Linked DNA regions of Drosophila melanogaster: all the other regions are linked to region 1. A link is a contact called in public Hi-C data. All regions are on one chromosome and are shown on one strand. The core of a region is the stretch at or near the end of the contact, and the rest is flanking DNA. Distances in the headings are between cores, read along the strand shown.

What was found. Hi-C and Micro-C count contacts between places; a contact is called where the count stands out from the background.
Region 2: a contact with region 1 is called in a Hi-C map of the OSC cell line, with 2.9 times the contacts expected there. The contact joins the promoter of CG1571 here to the promoter of CG2116 in region 1. A contact is called at or near these places in 28 of 107 Hi-C or Micro-C datasets (the D17-c3 cell line, the Kc167 cell line, the ML-DmBG3-c2 cell line and 9 more).
Region 3: a Hi-C map of the Kc167 cell line shows a contact between it and region 1, with 2.5 times the contacts expected there. The contact joins the promoter of slpr here to the promoter of CG2116 in region 1. A contact is called at or near these places in 13 of 107 Hi-C or Micro-C datasets (the D17-c3 cell line, the Kc167 cell line, the ML-DmBG3-c2 cell line and 4 more) and 1 of 6 datasets of contacts at active chromatin or transcription factors (the Kc167 cell line).

Annotation. Positions count from the first base shown.
Region 1 is chrX:8,127,778-8,131,613 of dm6, reverse strand. CG2116 reads right to left here and starts at 1,802. Exons shown (of 1, transcript NM_132216.4): 1 at 1-1,802. The coding sequence starts at 1,695. It overlaps cyr (cypher), which reads left to right. Exons shown (of 6, transcript NM_132214.2): 2 at 3,792-3,836.
Region 2 is chrX:8,073,909-8,077,744 of dm6, reverse strand. It overlaps CG1571, which reads right to left and starts at 1,868. Exons shown (of 2, transcript NM_132207.3): 1 at 65-1,868; 2 at 1. The coding sequence starts at 1,591. It overlaps Upf2, which reads left to right and starts at 2,279. Exons shown (of 3, transcript NM_132206.3): 1 at 2,279-3,836. The coding sequence starts at 2,590.
Region 3 is chrX:8,175,196-8,179,031 of dm6, reverse strand. slpr (slipper) reads left to right here and starts at 1,847. Exons shown (of 8, transcript NM_001201630.2): 1 at 1,847-2,479; 2 at 2,578-3,017; 3 at 3,078-3,730; 4 at 3,797-3,836. The coding sequence starts at 2,739. sdt (stardust) reads right to left here and starts at 483. Exons shown (of 15, transcript NM_001298082.1): 1 at 1-483.

The sequences.
Region 1 (3,836 bases), core at 553-3,052:
AGCGTTAAAGTACTGATCCTCGGTTAGCAGCTCATCTAAATCCTCACCGCCATCCTCTGCGTCCACTGCGTTCTCCACCAGCAGGTGCTGGTCATCGTAATCCGATAGCTGCACATACTGTTGCTCGCTCTCGTCCAAATATTGGCGATTGGACGGCGAACCCTGCTCCTCTGGTTGATTGTCCTCAACCAACAGGCCGTCATCCTCGTCGTACTCCTCCTGCAGTGGGCCCATGCCGTCGTAATCGTCGTCCTGGCCATTCATATTGCGACCGGAAATGGATTCCGAATCGGATCCTTCACGATTCCCATCCGCATTCACAAAGCGACGCGTATTGCTACGGCACTGAATCGAACGCTTGTGGGCATCGAAGTAGCTGATGTCGGTGAACTCCTCCTGGCACAAATGGCACACGTATGTGCCCTGGCTCAGATGCATCTCCTTACGATGACGGGCCATCTTGTGAGCATCGCGACACTGCATGCCACAGAATGGGCATTTGAGCATCCGCCGCTTGCCCATGTGAACATTGCGGATGTGCTCCTGCAGAGAGAAATTCTTGTAGTAGGCCTTCTGGCAGTACTCGCACTGGAATCGCCGCTTCTTCTCGTGCGTCGCCTCGCGATGCCGCTTCAGCTGGGTATTCTGGGCGAACGTCTTGCCGCACACTTCGCAAATATGCTCCTTCTCCAGATGTCGGCGCTGATTGTGCACGCGCAGATCCTGCTTGGTCGAAAAGTATAGGGTGCACAGTTCGCAGACGTATGGACGGATGCCCATGTGGCGCCGCGCATGTCCGGCCAGGTACTTGCAGTCGCGATACGTTTCCGTGCAGTAAATGCAAGCATAGCGATTGGTGCCAGGCACCAGATGGGTCTTGTGGTGCTTGGACAGCTTTGATTTGTGCATCACATCTGGGCAAATGCCGCACTCCACCGGCAGCTTCTCGTCCATGATGTCGCTGATCATGGAGAACTCCACAAGGGGTGTGCTATCCTCGTCAAAGTCCACAATGGTGGCTATCAGGTCGTCGAAAAGCATGTAGCGACGCGGTCCCTTGAACTCCTCCAGCATCTTTTCGCTTGGCTTCACCTCCTTCACGCTACCATCATCGTCGTCGTTGTTTTTTTGGCTGACAAAGCTACGTAAGGCGATCTGGCGGGCAGAATTTCTAGCTTTGCTAGCGGGCTGGACAACAGGCGACGGCGGCCTTGGTGGCGATGGTGGCAGCGAGGGTGACGACGGTGGATACATATCCAGATCCTCTTCCACCCTTTCGTTATCGCGCGGATGGCCGTAGCTAGGTTCGTGCTCGTAGTCGCCGTAGTCGCCATAGTCCGCCTCCTGTTCCATCTCCGGTTCCACCTCCACCAAATCCCCCACTTCGCTCATATCCAATTCCCTGACCACAAATTGCGGCATCTGTTCGTCATCCGTCAAATCCTTCACCCGGGAGCCCACTATAAAGTCGCGCAGCTCCTTGCTCATCAGCATCTCCTTCTCCACGCCGTTCTCATTGACGATGATGATGTCCTCTTCGAACTCGTTGCCCAGGTTGTCCAGAAGCACGTAGGTGGCATCATCGCTAGTGTTAATCACACGAACGTTTCCACGGTTGTCTTCGTCCGAGTAATCGCTATTGGCCGGCAGGACGAATTCGATTACCTCGTTCGCAAGGCAGCGTTTGTGGCTCATCCTGGTCACATCAACTGAATTAATTAATTAATTCGCACGACTGCCGAAAAAAAACGTAAAAAGTTGCAAGTGTGACCAGTCGCAGGTTGCTGGCCGAAACTAACTATCGGATACCAGGTATCGATGCAATTTTCAACAAAATACTCGCTTTGTAGAAATGCTTGCTTCCTTCCGCTTTCATACATCGACTCACTCTGCGTAGATCATAGATCATGAAAATCCAACATTTTGAGCTGTAAATGCCACTCGATTTGAAACTTTATTACAAATTCAACGAGGTATGACATTCCATATATCGACCAATATTAATTTTGTTTCGATCAAATAACTGCTACTTTTTGAAAAGAAAAACGAAAATTCGAGAAATGCGAATACATCTATTCGAATTTCGATCATTGCCTGTGTGAAACGTGTATTTTCTTTACTAAAATATATATAATAAATAAATTAAATATTGTGCCGATGAATAGATCGCAAAATATCGATACATGCGCATTATCGATAACGCGCAATTTGAATAGGTGCTTGCGCGCCAAAAAAAAACATCGCTGGGCATGCGCGACGTCGGCCAACGTCTTTTGCCGCTTTTGGCCCCTTCCCTCATTGTTGTTGTTGCTGTACTGACTGTTTTGCGGTCTGCGCTCGCGACTAACTTGGCTAACTTCTGGACTCGGAATTGGCCCGGTGCATTGCATCTGCACACTCGGTGGCGCGCGCTTGTCTTCTTGAGACTTCTTCAATCCAAAACGGGCGTGTTTCGCGATCTCATCCACTTGTTCAATAGCAGTTAGTGTTTTGTTTTTTTTTTTACGGTGTTTACTGTTTCTGTTCGTTGAGAGCGTGCGAAGTGCGCGCATGCGTAGTAGCTGATAATTAACCAATTTGAAAATTGCGGTTCTTCTGCTTTTTTTCGCAATTCAAATTGACCGCATAATTGCGCAAGGAATGTGATTTTTTTTACTGTTTATAATATAAGTGTTATAGAAAAAGAGAAGAAGCTCAACGCGAAATCTTAAAGAATGCTAAAATTGGGATGATGAAAGGATATTAAATTCGTTCTAAAAGGTAAGAATAATATCAGTTATACATAAAAAAAAAAAACTATGTCAAGTTACAGTAAAAACAAATGGTTAAAAAAATATCACACTTAGATTTAAAGAACTTATCTGTGCGATTTAGAATAAGGACCAACTGAAAGGATCGTATAAGTTTATTGACAAAAAAACATCTATACAATTGTAACCACACATGTTATATTGAATAATATCTCAGTATATTAATTTGTAAGATTAAGGACTAAGGACATAAGCCCTATGATTTTGAAATAACTCAAAACGAGTGAAGGGCACCGTCACTTCGAAAGATACAAATACATACATACTTGTATATTTAGTTTTTAAGTAGAGTCCAAGTTATATTGTTAATTGGGCTGATTACAATGCCCAGTCAAGTTAATAAGAGATGGGAATCACAAATACAAATAGAGAGCACAATAAGCGAATAACCAACCATACTAGCTGCCAGCTAGTAACATCACAAAATAGGATTACGCAAAGTTGCAAACGCATTATGTTGATGTTGATTTAAGCTTCGGTGTTTGCCTTTATCGCATCTATTTATTTATTTATTTGTTCGCCGTGCTGCAACATCTTTAGCCCGGTAGCCCCATGGCTCCATAGCTCCATTGCTTTATAGACTCCATCCAATCAAACAAATATGGGACAAACTTGACCCGCTTTCGTCGCGGATTTGGCATCACATCGCATCGCATGGCATCGAAAATGGGCAGGGAAGGGCTACCCCAGATTGGCCTCTCGTTTATTTGGCCATTAAAAATTACATAAAGTGACAGCGTTGTGCCCCTTTCCCTTTTTCTATTAGCCCTACAATTGATTAAAATCATCAATATTGCTAGCTATACCTTTAAATAGTTATTTAACAATTGAAGTACAAAATTTCCAGTTTAGTTAACCCATTTAAACACGAAAGCCCAGCAGCAACAAGTACACACCATGCCCCCCCCCCCCCCCCCGTAATTACTTGACCCAAAATCATCGCTATGCTATGTATGCAACTAATGCATTTCCATTTCGCAGACAAGATTCTCGAACTTGGACTGGGAGTAGGCCAATTAAGAGTTA
Region 2 (3,836 bases), core at 619-3,118, 54 kb after region 1:
TCTTCCAGAAGATATAGTGTTAATTAGAGAGAGGGGATTACATTACAGAATGTTCAATTCTTACGGCGGCCATGAGTGCCTTCTCCTTGCCAGTTGCCTGTCGCATGGACTCATCCAGTGTCATGATGTGAGTGTCGCCGTTTTTCAGGCCAATGGCCAGCAGATCGCCCTCCGGCCGGAAGACCAAATCCGCAATGGCTACCTTAAAGTCCACGGAACGAATGGGCTTACGGTGATGAAGCAACAGATCCCAAAAGTCCACCACGCCGTTTATATCGCCAGTGACGAAAAGGGAGCAGCGACCTGTGCTCCAAGCGCCGCATAAAATCTGTGCATTCTTCCGGAAATACATGGTAGACGGACTGTCCTTGACCTCCTCCGACCAAATCCTTGCCCGCCAATCGCCCGTGACCAGAAAGTTCTTGACGAAAAAGGGATTTCGATTGATACTGCGCACGGGTCCGACAAAAAGTTGATAGTGAGCCAGAAGGGTTTCCATCGGAGTCATACCCTTGCGATTGCCGACAAAAACGTGACCCATATCGCTGCCGATGATGAAGCGCACCGGGATGGTGTATTCGAACTCCAACACCGTCACTCCATGCGAATCCATGCGCGATTGACGCTCCTGCGGTTCCGGTTCGAGGAGCAGCTCCTGCATGGGCATCTTCAGATCCCTGGTGTCCCAATACTTAATGGAGCCATCCAGGGAGCCCGAATAGAATTCCGTATTGGACTTGGAATGAACCCAGCAGAGGGCCGAAGTGGTCTCCCTGTGGGACACCTCCAGGGGGCAATTCCTTATGGGTAGTCCGCCCTTAAAGGTGCCCCACAGACATACCTGCCCCAGCCCCGTGCCACCGACCATGTTGTTCTCATCCTTGGGACAAATCTTGGCCAACGACACCTGCTGCTTGCTGTCGTAGGTGATCCTCGGCTTGAGTGGATTCTTCACATCCCACACATAGAAGCCATTTGTCCCGCCAAATGGTTCATCCGTGACCGGCCGCAGTCGCTCTCCCTTTGCAAAGTGATTGGTATACTGGGTCATAAACTGTCGGCTATTGTTGGGCATCCACTCAATGGACCTCAATTGGCGTGCTGGCAGCCAGAGATCATGGAACACATTGGCCACCCGGGCGCGAAACCTCATCTTGATGTCATGTCCCAACTCCGGCGGCAGATCCGCAAAGAAGTTCTGGTAGATATTGAGGGTATTGTTCTGCTCCGCCACCGACATCGTGGTGCGAATCATAGACAGGACCTGCTCACCCCAGCTATCTTCGCGTTCCACTTTCTTGCGATGCCGCTGCGTCTGCTCCTCGTCATTGAAGTTAACCTCCTTGGGCCAACCGCCCTCGTAGTGATACATTCCGTGCTGGTCGAGAGTCACGTTCTCCGTCTCCATGACGGTCAGCGCCATTTGGCGGCTCAGTTGGGTGGACTTCTCGGACGGATTGGCCATGATGTACTTTAGACGCTGGCGGCCACTGGGATGTACGCTGACCATCAGTTCATTGCGATCCTGGAACCGGCACTGCCGCCCAAAGCGACGCCTCTCGCGGGAATAGATGAACTGATTCTGGTACATGTCGTCAAAAGCACAACTACTTTTTCAAGGGATTTAAGCCAATTCTTCAGGGAATCCAAAGCTAAAGCTGCAGAGAAGGAGTTCTATGTGATTGGATTGCAGCGTGAAGGGCATTCAGATGTTTCGAGCAGTCTGAAGAGATTTAACTGCCTTTCCCAAATAGTTCTGCTGCAGAATCCAGTGTACTTCTGTTCCTCCTACTCCTGTCTTAAGTTTTTAAGTTTTTAAGTTTTTTTTTTTTGGATAGTGCCCGTTCGTATTTTGTGTTTTATGTTTGTGTGTTATGTACATTTGACTAAATAAGAAAATCCAACTAAGCATATTCGGGGACAAATGGAAAGGTGACCCAGCGCACCTGTTTAGTCCATGGTTTTAGCTCAATGTATAGTTAGAGTGCATTACTTTTTGATGAATGAAAATAATATAACAAATAACAAGTGGTTAAACATAATACGATATAATAGAGAACAGAAATATACGTTAATAACTGGATCTGTAATATTTTAATTTTTGTTACTTTAAAAAACGGTTAACTTGCACAGTGTGATCAGCCTTTAATAACTTAGATTCCGATGACAACAGCGAATGTAAAGTGACCAGCTTAAGCAAGCGCTAGTGCTATCGAGAAGCAATGAGCCCAGACAAAAACGTCTGCTGTTATCGATAACATATCATAAAAAAATATTAAAAACATCGCCCTCCTCAACCCCCCCGCATGTAAATCGTGGCGGAAAAACGTGGGAAAAACAAAGCAATGACAGTTATTTAAAGAACATAATATCAAATATATAATTCGTCCGAACAGTTCCAGCAACTGATCAACCTAAGGTGACTATTTCACATTAAAAACTATGCCCAATCACACTCAGCCTTAGCTCTCCAAGAACAAAATAGTTCCCGATTCGCATACCTTTGCCAGCAGGTCCAGTTTCAAAACATAGCCACCGCGCATCAAGTCGCGCCAACGTGAATCCGTTCACGGAACTTCCACCAACGCCATGCTAGCCAACGATTCTGCAACGACTGACAGCGAGGTGTCCACACCGCCGTCGTCGAGGAAAGATTTGGCAGATGGTGTTGCCGAGGGTGACAACGACAACGACATCGATACCGGCGACACGGACGCAAATGCGGATGAAGATGTGGATGCGGCTGCTGCCATTGCCCTGGAGGCCGAAGAGCGCGAGGAGCTGCAACAGTTCATAAGCGAGCTGCGCGAGAAGATCGAGAGCAAGCGACAGCTGCGCCTCCAAAACTCCACAATCGAGCTGCCCGGTGAGGAGTACTTCGCCAAACTGGACTCCAATCTCAAAAAGAACACGGCATTCGTCAAGAAACTGAAACTATTCACGGCCACACAGCTGGACGGACTATTGCGTGAGATATCTGCTCTAAACCTGAGCAAATACATCTCGGAAATATGCGCCGCGCTGGTCGAGGCCAAACTGAAAATGACTGATGTGCCGGCGGTGGTGACGCTGGCCTCTCGGCTGCACTGCACATATGCCGACTTCGATGTCCATTTTCTGGAGGCCTGGCAAAAGGCACTGAACATCAAGGCCACCGAGAAGATTGGCAATCCGAGCAAACTGCGCGTGGATCTTCGCCTGTTCGCCGAACTAGTCAGCTCTGGTGTGATCCAAATGAAGCCCGGATTGGCCCAACTGGGTGTTGTTCTGGTGCATTTGATTGCCCTGGACAAGGATGACCACAGCAACTTCTCGATCATCCTCTCATTCTGCCGGCACTGCGGCGAGGAGTACGCCGGCCTAGTGCCGCAAAAGATGCAACAGTTGGCCACCAAATACGGGGTGGAGGTGCCGAAATCCGACTTCCTGACTGCCGACAAGCAGCTCAATCTGCGCACCATGCTTAAGGGTTACTTCAAGGCCCTGTGCAAGCATGTCCTGGCCGAGCAGGCCGAACTGATGAACATGACCAAGAACATTCGGCGCACCATGGAGTGCAAGGGTGAGATATCCACGGAGAAGCGCGAGAAGTGTGAACTGATGCAGGCCGGATTCGATAAGCTGCTGGCCTCCGCTCAATCGCTGTCGGAACTGCTGGGTGAACCACTGCCCGAGCTGGCCAAGGAGTCTGAGGGCTGTAATCCGGGCACAGTCATCGACAACATGCTGGACAGTGCCTCCTTTGGTGTGCTGGATCCGTGGGGCGACGAGGAGACCCGAGCCTTCTACACGGATTTGCCCGATTTGAGACAGTTTCTGCCAAACTTTTCGGCACC
Region 3 (3,836 bases), core at 598-3,097, 47 kb before region 1:
TTATTCGTGGGATTTCGTGCAAGATGGCGCATGCAAGACGCTACGCAAAATTTACGATTTTCTTAGCGAAGAGTTAGCTCTCTTTTCGGTTTCTATTGTGTGTGATTAGTTGCGTTTGCCGTATTTTTAGCCCGTTCCGGAGGATTTATTACGTGCAATCCGCCCGTGCGCTGCGCACGCCCGCGTCTGCCGCCGATTTGGAATTGCCACGACGTTGCGTTGAAATGTTGCGCGTAACTGAGTGGCACAGCCTGGTGCTGCCGCCGTTGCTGCTGCCACTTCTGCTGCTGCCGCTGCCGCTGCCGCTGCTGCTGCTGGTGATGCTGGCACACAGCCTCGCCGACCACTGCCGAGACTGCTCTCCTCTCCGGGCGAAGCGAGTGGCGTTTGCCCAGCGGTACAGGTCCTGGTCCTGGGCCGTAGTGTCCTGCGCCGCTCTGCTCCTGGCTCCGGATCCGGCAAAGGCTGTCACTACGACTACGGGAGTTGCGGATGTAGCGCCACATCAGCCAGCAGCCCGGTTTCGTTTCGGTTTCCATCGGCTCGGCACGAGTCGCTCTGTTGCCGAAGCACAGTGGGCCCAATCGGACCATAATTAGATGTTCAAAATTGGTTAATAATATTACAATATTTGTGCAACATAAATGTGAAGAAAATTATCTACGCTATGTTTCTAGCACTCGCTGCTTGTACATTTTTTAGCAATAAAACCTTGAAATATCATAAACATGTGTATAAAGATGTTGAGATGCATAAAATACACTAAATTACAACCAATTAGTTAATTATTGTTTTAAATTATCGGCTTAACTCTTTAAAATGTCATATTTTTATGGTTTTTGAGCGATTGATTAGCATTCCATTCCACTGTGCGATGCCGACGCTGGACCAAAAGGATGAACGGCGCAGCGTCGCAGCCGAAAGGACACGAGCGCCGCCGAACTTTTCAAGGGAGCGTAGCAGAGGGAGGGGACTTACTAAACACATGGCATGGACTAGGCCACCCAGCATCCACAAGCCACTAACACCCACCACCGACCCAATACACACCACCCACCACCCACACAAGGGCGCGTGTTGGGCGCCCGACGAGAGAGTCAGTGGCGTGGGTGGGGGGTTGGTGGTGTTGGTAGTGAGGATACACAGTATACACAGCGTTCCGTTCCGCGATGCAACAGCAACATCATCAGGCCATATCCGCATCGGCAAAACAGGCCAAACAGCCAAAGCGGCCAAAGCAGCAGCAGCAGCAGCAGCAGCTGTAAGCCCCCCTTTTCCATGGATTTCCCCGACTTCTCTGCAAAAATCATGCGCATCACGAAATAGCCGAATATCAAAACGGAAAACATATGACAGCGACATTCCATTTGAAACGTGATTTTAAATAATTATTTCACATTATGTGATTTAATCGAAGTGCATGACATTCGATATATTCAATCTTTAATAGTTTTAAATGAATGCAAGTGTTACAATAGCCCCATTGATGGTAGCATAATTTTCAGTTTGCATTGATAACGACTAAGTTCAATTATTTATTCGATTAAATATTAAGTTGTTAAGTTGTTAAAAACTGAAGAAGTTCAATTAATGCAATCGTTCTGGTTTACGGTACTTTAAATTCAGTTAATTTAAATTTACACATCAACAATGCTTTTGAGTTTTGCATGTATGTTAATAGGATTTAAATACTAAAATTTTTACATTTCAAGCACATTTCAAATTTGAATATTAACGGTCAATAAAATAATCGACATGATAAATACCAATATTGAAAATACTGAATAAGGTATTTTGAAATACCAAATATTTTGCGTTGCCCAACACCGTTTTGATGGCATTTTTTAGTACATTTGCGAATGGAACTAGTATAAATGCAGCAACTGGTTTATGTGAGCCACAACAAAATGATCGACAAAACCTTGTTCTACCACAAATATTAACAATTACCAATATAAAGGTATTTAAACAACTACCTTGATCACAATTTTAGTTAAAATTATGCCAACGAACTGGAACCAAAATCCCAGGTGAACCGCAAATGTAACCAGTTCACTCGGCTGGGTCCAAAGACCAGTTCAATTAAACTAGTTCACATTTGAACAGTGCAACTCTAGTTTTTTTTTTTTAATACATATGTGTTTAAAAAACATATGCAGAAACGGGCTAATAAAACGGATATAACCGATTGCACAGGATCAAGGATAGATCAAAATAACCGACGACGTTAACGGCGACTGCGACTGCGAGAGAGCGACCATGGTGTGCAGCAGCGCGTGTGCGTGTGTGTGTGTTTTGTACCGTGTTGTCTGATTGTGTGCCGTTGTTGTTGTGATTGTTGTTCTCGCTGTTGCTATTGTTTTTGCTCTTGTGCGTGTGGTCAACGGACGGACAGACGGACGGACAGTGGGACACAAGGAGAGTGGAGAATCCGAATCCGGTGGGCAGGAGAGCAGGATTAGCCGCAACATCCTTACCCGTAAGCTGACCCCACCCCACCCCCTTTGGCAACAAATATTACTAAGCTGCTGCTTCTTCTTCGCCCCTTTTGCGGTTTTATCTCTCTTTCACACACAGCGAAACAAAAGCAAGTTAAAAAGCGAAGGAAGCAAAGAGAAAACAACAAAAAAGGAAAAGAAGCAGAAAACAAAAACAAAGAAGAGATTCATGGTTTCCATGTCGCCAACTGTGCGCCTCTGATGCCCTCGCAGGTCTCCCGAGGATTGGACACCACCAACATGCTGCCGATCAGCGAGGAGCAGCAGCTGCAACAGCAGCAGCAGCAGCAGCAGTTAGAGCAACTGCATCATCCGCAGATACCAGAGATTCCCATACCAGATCTAGAGCAAGTCGAGACCCAGGTGGGCGATGGCAGCCTGTGGACCGCGCTGTATGACTACGATGCCCAGGGCGAGGATGAGCTGACACTGCGACGCGGCGAAATCGTTGTGGTCCTGTCCACGGACAGCGAGGTGTCTGGCGATGTGGGCTGGTGGACCGGCAAGATTGGAGATAAGGTGATTGATTACCTTTCTAACAATGAACCATTGAACTAAACCCCAATCTTTCTCCTGCAGGTCGGTGTCTTTCCCAAGGACTTTGTCACCGATGAGGACCCACTGCAACTGAATGTCTCGTCCGCCATTGGCGACATCCAGCCGCATGAGATCGAATACAATGAGCTGGACATCAAGGAAGTTATCGGCTCCGGTGGCTTCTGCAAGGTCCATCGTGGCTACTACGATGGCGAGGAGGTGGCTATTAAGATTGCCCATCAAACGGGCGAGGATGATATGCAGAGGATGCGGGACAATGTCCTGCAGGAGGCCAAACTGTTTTGGGCCCTCAAGCACGAAAATATAGCAGCCCTGCGAGGAGTATGTCTGAATACCAAACTCTGTCTGGTGATGGAGTATGCCAGGGGAGGAAGTCTCAATCGCATACTGGCTGGCAAGATACCACCCGATGTACTAGTCAACTGGGCCATTCAGATAGCCAGAGGCATGAACTATCTGCACAATGAGGCGCCCATGTCGATCATACATCGCGACCTCAAGTCCTCCAATGTGCTGATCTACGAGGCCATCGAGGGCAATCATCTGCAGCAGAAGACGCTCAAGATCACGGATTTCGGTTTGGCCAGGGAGATGTACAACACGCAGAGGATGAGTGCGGCGGGCACGTACGCTTGGATGCCACCGGAGGTCATCAGCGTTAGCACCTATTCCAAGTGAGCTCCATTTCTCTCACACTCTGTCGTCTGTCTTCCTAACTAACAAAACTCCTTACCCGCCAGATTCTCCGATGTTTGGAGCTACGGTGTCTTGCTGTGGGAA